2 separate regions of the Xenopus laevis genome follow, and region 2 is linked to region 1. Evidence: chromatin contacts called from public Hi-C data. All regions are on one chromosome and are shown on one strand. Each heading gives the region's core, a stretch centred on a gene start, on an enhancer-like site or on the middle of the called end of the contact. The rest is flanking DNA. Distances are from core to core; before and after follow the strand shown. Region 1 holds the start of LOC108698960 (thyrotropin receptor). Region 2 holds the start of LOC121397070 (stonin-2-like).

The links. Hi-C and Micro-C count contacts between places; a contact is called where the count stands out from the background.
Region 2: a Hi-C map of the XL177 cell line shows a contact between it and region 1, with 2.4 times the contacts expected there. The contact joins the promoter of LOC121397070 here to the promoter of LOC108698960 in region 1. A contact is called at or near these places in 2 of 4 Hi-C or Micro-C datasets (the XL177 cell line and the XTC cell line).

The regions. Positions count from the first base shown.
Region 1 is chr8L:74,716,936-74,720,402 of Xenopus_laevis_v10.1, reverse strand. LOC108698960 (thyrotropin receptor) reads right to left here and starts at 1,982. Exons shown (of 11, transcript XM_041572998.1): 1 at 1,532-1,982; 2 at 1-249. The coding sequence starts at 146.
Region 2 is chr8L:74,861,210-74,864,986 of Xenopus_laevis_v10.1, reverse strand. LOC121397070 (stonin-2-like) reads left to right here and starts at 2,087. Exons shown (of 7, transcript XM_041572999.1): 1 at 2,087-2,204.

The sequences.
Region 1 (3,467 bases), core at 733-3,232:
AGTACATGCACATTCCTGCAGGTGGTTTTGTGGTTTGTCCCATCTGTGCATTCACAGCCCACAGGACAGGTGGCATCAATATAGGGCAGAAGAAGTATCAGATGCAGGAGACAGTTGGGCAAGTAGAGCGTTTGGTAAGGAGACATCTCAAAGCAGTTCACCAAGTTTTACATGATCTGGTGAAAGTATCTATGAGGCAGCAGTTCTTTGGGTCTCTTCTTGTCAAACCAGCACAATTCTTCTTTAGATCTGTAAATGAGAATTACACTAGCTCCTTAGCTCATTCAGACATAGAACACTTCCAACTGATGAGTTTTTATACAAACACATATTATGCTTTTTCTAAATCAAGAATCAAAAAGCATTTAAAAAAGGCATGTTCGCTTTTAAATGAGCTTTTAGTATGATGTAGAGAGTTCTATTCTGTGACGATTTGCAATTGGTCTTTAATTTATTTTTTTTAAATTATTTAGCTTTTGGTTCAGCAGCTCTCCAGTTTTGAATTTCAGCAGTTATCTAGTTGTTAGGGTCCACTGGTTTGCCATGGGTTACTGCCCATGTACTTGCCCAGAGTAAACTTGGAACTCAGTCTGAATACCATTATAAATATTTAGCGGGCATTAGAATCTAGAGAAGAGGTTCTCAGATTGTGAGACTGGGCAGGTTATCAGTTCATATGAAAGATCTGTGACAATTTTTTTAATGCAGCTAGAATCAGTGGAGCACAGCAACGTAAATGTGTTCAAAATTTTCCTGATTTTCCAAATGATTTAGTAAAATTACCCTAGGGGAGCACAAAACTTTGGATGTAGGCAGCCTAAAGATCTACTAAAATGAAGTAGAATTCTAACTAGATGACAGAACTTTGTTTTGCATATTTGGTATTTTAAATTTTTTCCAAGCAAGTGCTGAATATGTTTTCATGCAGAATGTTCTACGCATTCTGTAATTTAGAGGAAACATTGTCTAAGCTTTTTTTTTTTTAAATAAACAAGCCCAAATGTTGACCAACAAGAGGGGGAATAAGTCAAACCAGTAATAAAACTGCTGATCTAGATCATGAATATAATTATAATAATAAGAAAACACATACTTCGGGCTAGGGCATGAATTTACAACAGTTATAAAGGAATGTATGCAAAACTAGAAATATTAGGACATCACAATCTAAACTACATAATATTTTCAGATGGCGGACATAATCTGGTTTAATATCCATTACACAGGAGCCACTATATAACCAGTTAAAAAAAACCCTGATGTGTGTCCTGATCATCACATTCTAGGCGGGGGTATGCTTTCAATTTCTGATTATAAATCCAGTGCCAAAGAGTCTAGAAATGGTTCATTTTATAAGGGCTCATTCCAACTGTTACCCTTCATACACCCAAGCTTGTAGGCTGAGTTACTATTTACTGAACTATGTATGGACTTTTTGTTTTTGGGGTGCAAAACACTGAAGCACAAAACACATCTATTCAAAGACAATCTTTTTCTAGAATAGCCCTGGTATTGAGGTTCATTTACTTACTTTCTGCCAAGACACTGATCAATTCAATCTCTCTTGATCTTTATTCTGCAGTTTGGTACAAACAACTGCTCCTCTGGGTTCTGCCTACTTGCTAGCGCTGTAATGAGGGCTCAGGTACCAAAGCTGACAGTAGCCTCTAAGTTGATCTTCTATCACAACCAGTGCTGTCCTGCAGTTCTCCTTTAGATGATGCTCTTGGTGTTTCAGATGTCTATGCTGCTTGAGCCTCCCTGCTGTTGCTCTTAGTTTCATTGCAACAGTTCAAGTGCTTCTTTAAAACTCAAGTTGCCTTTTTCCTATAAACACTTAGTGAACCATCTCCACCCCTTACATTTTTTAGGTTGTCTCATTTGATAGGCAAGCCTGCTTCCTTGACACAACAGTCTGTGCACAGTAAAATCACATGTAGTGAAGCTGTGCCATCTGCTGGCCGCAGTTGAAGCAACACATGACCAGCAAATATTGTGCCTTGTTTAAGCAGTCAATTTCTCTGTCACTGCAAGAACTCTGCTAAAGTTTGGAATGGGCAAGAATACCACTACTGCATTAAACTGTCAAAGAAATATTATTTTTCTTATAGCTGCAAATGATGCTTGTATTCTGAGGCAAATGGCATGCTGTATGGGGATTCTTCAAGTACAGTACCTATTAAGTATATAAGACTACCCATTGTACCCGGTATGTTTCCATTTCATTTTGTACTATTTAAAACCTGTTATCACCAACATCACTATGCGTCACATCTCCCACAAGTTTTGTTAATATCATGGTTAGTCCAGTAGAGGCCAAGAATGCCAATCTGTGGATTGGGGGAAATGTCAGAGGAGCTGTTGTTGGGTGCAATAGACAGTCACTCTTTAATGGGCTGGTGGCTTTTGCGTCCCAAATGTGTACTTAAAACACAAGGGCCTAGTCTAGGTCTGGTCCAGTACTGCCCATACATGTGGTTACAAGTTAGGCCAGATAGGTTAACAACCAAATACCTGGCCTTAGTGAGTGTTATTCTATATATATATATTTTTTTTAGGTATATGGGACAACTTGTATTTAATTGAAATATATACCAATGTAGATCAGCCAGTGGGAGAATTGCAAATTACATTAGCAGTGTGTATCACTTTTTTCCTTTTGCACCATTCATTAAATCGTGCAGTGATTTCAAGAATAGAAATTGATTGAAATTGAAGTAATTTCAGGAATAGAAACCTCAGAATAAAATGGTACAGCAAATGGCACAATGAACACTTTCATAGAATAGTACATGGGATCTATTATGCAGAATGCTTGGGACCTGGGATTTTACAGAGACTTTGAATCGTCATACCTCGAGTCTACTAAAAAACATGAAGGCATATTGAATTGCCGGTGGACCCTGGTACAGGATAGGCACCCAGGCCTCCCATGTCGGGCCCTCCCCTTTACAAATCACATGCCGGAGTGTTGCTGGCACTTCAAAGGCCCCAGTGCACATGCACGAACGACATTGTGTGGCGCACCACTTATCATTTTTTGGGGGGCAAGCTGATAAGAGGCATGGAAACAACCTTTTCTTCAATTGAAGATATACCAGCGCTAAAAGCTCAGGGTAGACACAAGAAGGAAATGCAAACACAATATAGTGTAGTAGTTTTTAGATCGAATGAAATATATATAACCCCTTGTGCGGTAGTTAAACGATGTGGTTTTGGGGTCTTCCACCAAGGGGTTAAAAGACCATTTTCCGTGCTTTTGATAAATAATGTGGCCACCTCCTGTGTGGGGCAGTGGGTACTTACAGACGTTTATAAATATCACCAGCATATAATAAAATCCCTTGTCCTATTCTTGGTGAGTATATGGGGCAGTGGGTACTTACAGACGTTTAAAATTAACATCAGCATGTAATAAAATCCTTTATCCCAGTCTTGGTAAGCTCCAGGTTTCTAAAAAAGCATAT
Region 2 (3,777 bases), core at 838-3,337, 140 kb before region 1:
CAGCTGATGACTGTGGAGGGACAGTATGAATGAATCCAGATTCCGTGTAGCAACTTAGGTGGTGCTCTATCTGGGAACTGTTGCTCAGGGGTTCCAAGTAGAACCAGAACAAGAATGAAATCAGATGGCACTCACACACTCATTCGCAATTTGCTGAATATTCTTGGTGTATTGGAATCTTAATAAACCAAGAATATTCAGTACATTTTGCATGTGTGTATGCCATCTGATTTCTTTCTTGTTCTGGTTGACTGTGGAGGGATCCTGGGAGTTACGGTCCAGAAACTTTACAGCCCTTGGGTCTCTGCTTTCTGGACATTGCATAACATCTATACAAGTCTAAATAGGGTTCATTTGTCAGAGGTACAGCTTTAACTGTAAGATGCAGCAGCATATCTAGTAGTCATAGACAAAACGTCAAAGATTCAAAGGAAAAGGAACTCGAGCAGATTGACTGCAAAACATTTATTCCAGGTAGTGTTTTTTCTTGAAGGGTAAGGGCACACTGGGTGATTCGGGAGATTTAGTCACCTGGCGACTAATTGCCTCGTCTTTGCGGCGACCAATCTCCCCGAATGCCTTACCTCTGTCTTGTGCTGGCTTAAATGAAAAATCGCCTGTGGCATGGTACATGCAGTGCTTCATATTCCGAAGTTGCATGAAGCTGCCTTGCGAGGAAACTTCAGGTGACTTTGGAGTATGTCACCCGAAGCGACGCGTGTGCCATGCCACAGGCGACTTTTCATTTTAGCCAGCACAAGACAGAGTTAAGGCATCCGGGGAGATTGGTTGCCACAAAGACGTGGCGATTAGTCGCCAGGCGACCGAATCGCCCAGTGTTACCCTACCCTAAATCTTTGATGTTTTGTTTATTCAACTGAGCTGCTGCACAGAGCAACCAGAGTAAATTGGACATATAACTTTCATTGTTTTGTACAGTCAGACCACCAACCCCATTCTGTGCTCTAGTAGTGATAGGTCTGAATCATCTCAGCTTGCTAAGTAATATGTGATTTAGAAATACTGGTAGTGCACTTCTTTATATAATATAATTTGGTGGTGCTCATTGCAGGGGGTCAACTGTAAACTCCCCAATTAATGAACAATTAAAGAGAAGAGGGGGACTCAAGAAACTCCTTATCAGGGGCACAGAAAAATGCAGGACTCCTGATGAGGAGCCCCAGTTTTTTTGGGAAGGAGCAGGATGACATGCATTGGATTCCTATGTAACAATAAAAGCATATATTTATATTTTCTGCCATTATTCTGTCTAAAAGCTGGTCTTAGTTGCCGACTCTGTAAACTGTTCTAAATTGATACATTTAGTTGATACATGTCTTATCTTTGTCCCTGCTGAGCAAAATCTCTGGGTTTCATTACAGGCAGCTGTTAGAATTGATACAATAGTTGCTAATACGCCAGAGATGCTGCTGAGAAATGTGGCAAAATTGTAACAGTTCTGAATCGGCAACTGAATTACTGAGCTGAATTACTGAAACACCAGAGACAGGGACATTCTACTTAAATTGTGCAAAAAAATTAAAGCAAAAAATAAAGCATGGAAACCAACTGAAAAAAAAATCTTTATTTCTGTTGAACAATCTGAAAACTAAACTGAAAAAATAGTTTGGAAGGTGAATACCCTTTAAGCTTTTGCTTGTTTTTTTTTTTTTTAGCTTTGCTGGTGCACATTATATCTACTTGCCAGTCTCACCTGAGATATAATCACTAGTCTGAAATGTGTTGGCTTTTATTGTGGCTCAATAACTGATTTACACACGAGACATTATAAAAAGCAAGTATCCCTATCACTTCCCACCCTTATAGGACCTCTTTATGATATTCAGAGGGGCATGGGGATTTGTAGCTTACTAGTATCAGTCTGTGAAGCTGCAGCACTGGGGCGCTAACGTCTTTGCCTGTATATGTTGAGCTATAAAATCCTGTGCTGTTTACAAACCCACTCAAGCTTCATGCCCGACACTTGCACAGCTCAGCTCTGCTGCCAGGACACATACACGGGGTTAAAGCATCAGCCCTTTTGTCCAGATGTTCGGATAGAACCAATCAGCAGGTGTTTACACGGAGGAGGCGGGGCCTAGAGATCTCGGTCTCTCCGGCTCACAGTTCCGAGTTGGTTCGTGGAGGCGTTTTGTCTGAACAGTGTCCTGCTGGGAGAGGGTTCGTGTGGGCACAGGGGGTAGGTAAGTGCAGTGGCATCAGTTGGCACATGGATATGGAGAGCTGGGTCGAGCTCTGTAACAACATAAGACTTTGATCAAAACCTGTGAAGTCGCTGAGTACTTCATTTCCTTAGTACCCAAGAACCTCATTTAAGTAGAGCTATTACACCCCTGTACTACCTTATCTCTGAACTACCTTGAAGGAAATAATAAGCTGTTCAGTCTGGCAGATCCAGTTAAAGTGCCAGCTGACTGACTGCCACTCCTAAATGCCACATACAACTGCAGGTAGGTAACCTTACTAACCGATGCCCGCACGGTGTCATTGTAGCTCAGCCCAAAGTATGGGGCCAAAAATGAACACTGAAATATATCTTCTAATGGTTTCATACAAAAAGTGTGTCCAGGGAATTGTGATGAGACAAATGCACTGGTGTCTGTGGGATGAAGTACTCAGGGTATGGCCATAAGGTTACTGTGCAATACATTTAGGGTATTTACTAGAGTGTTTATTTAGTTGTGTATTTTGGGTTTATTTAGGTGGGATGCATGCTGTCATGTCTATGGTACTGGATGCTATGTGCAGGTTTAGTTAACAGTGGGTGATATATGCATTCTATTTGAAAGACAAGTGAGAGACATGATTTGTCCATTTCATGTAGAGAGTGTTTAGGGGGAATGATGTCTTGTGACATGGTGTTTTAGGCAAAGGTCTGTATTCTATGGAAGCGGGTCTTTTGAATTTAGGAACCTTAAGAGGCATCAAGATGCATATAGTTTATGCCAAAATTGATACTGGATATAGTGTATTAAAGATCTTTGGTAAATGTATTTATTTCATATTCTTTACATTTAGAAATATGTGTGGGAACTGACATATTGCATGTCTTGGCTGAGGTATTCTCAAATCCTAGAAATAGTAATTTGTTATGACAGCACCCACGCATGTAAATAAAGGCAAATATGTAGTGTAGGAAGGTTCTGTTCTCATGGTTATTTATTCCTTTATACGTAAGGGTCGGTAGCAGTTGTGAGATAGCAAAAGTGAGATACACAGGGTGTGCTCTTTGATAAAGATGTACCAACATATGTGGGTGCTCATTTATTAGTATATAGTAATGACAAGTCTAAAGCAACTGGAATTTGAGTAATTTTGAACATTACTGATAAAGTTCAGTCTTAACACAACTAGAACAGACCCGAACTGGCAGTCTGTGAATTCTGGCAAATGTCATAGGCAGTCATTGTTTTTTGGACTAGGCCAGATGGACACTGGGAAAAAACCTTGTGGGCCCCACCCACCAAGATCTGCTCCCAGCTCTGCTCCCTGATCTCCCCTATTGGCGTGAAGAAAAAAAGGTAAGTGCCGGACAGGGGCTGGTGGAGGGGGGTTAGGCCTGATGTGGGGGGGTGTATGGGGTCCCTCTGACACGGCAACCCCCAGTCCAATGCTGTGGGCCACTTTGTGCCTGAAATGCCAGGGCCTATTTTTGAATCCCAGTCCAGACCTGAACTAAATATAGTCTATATCAAGACCTGGATAATGAAAACCTTCACAGACTTGGTGCTGAAGTAGCACAAAATCCCCCCCCCC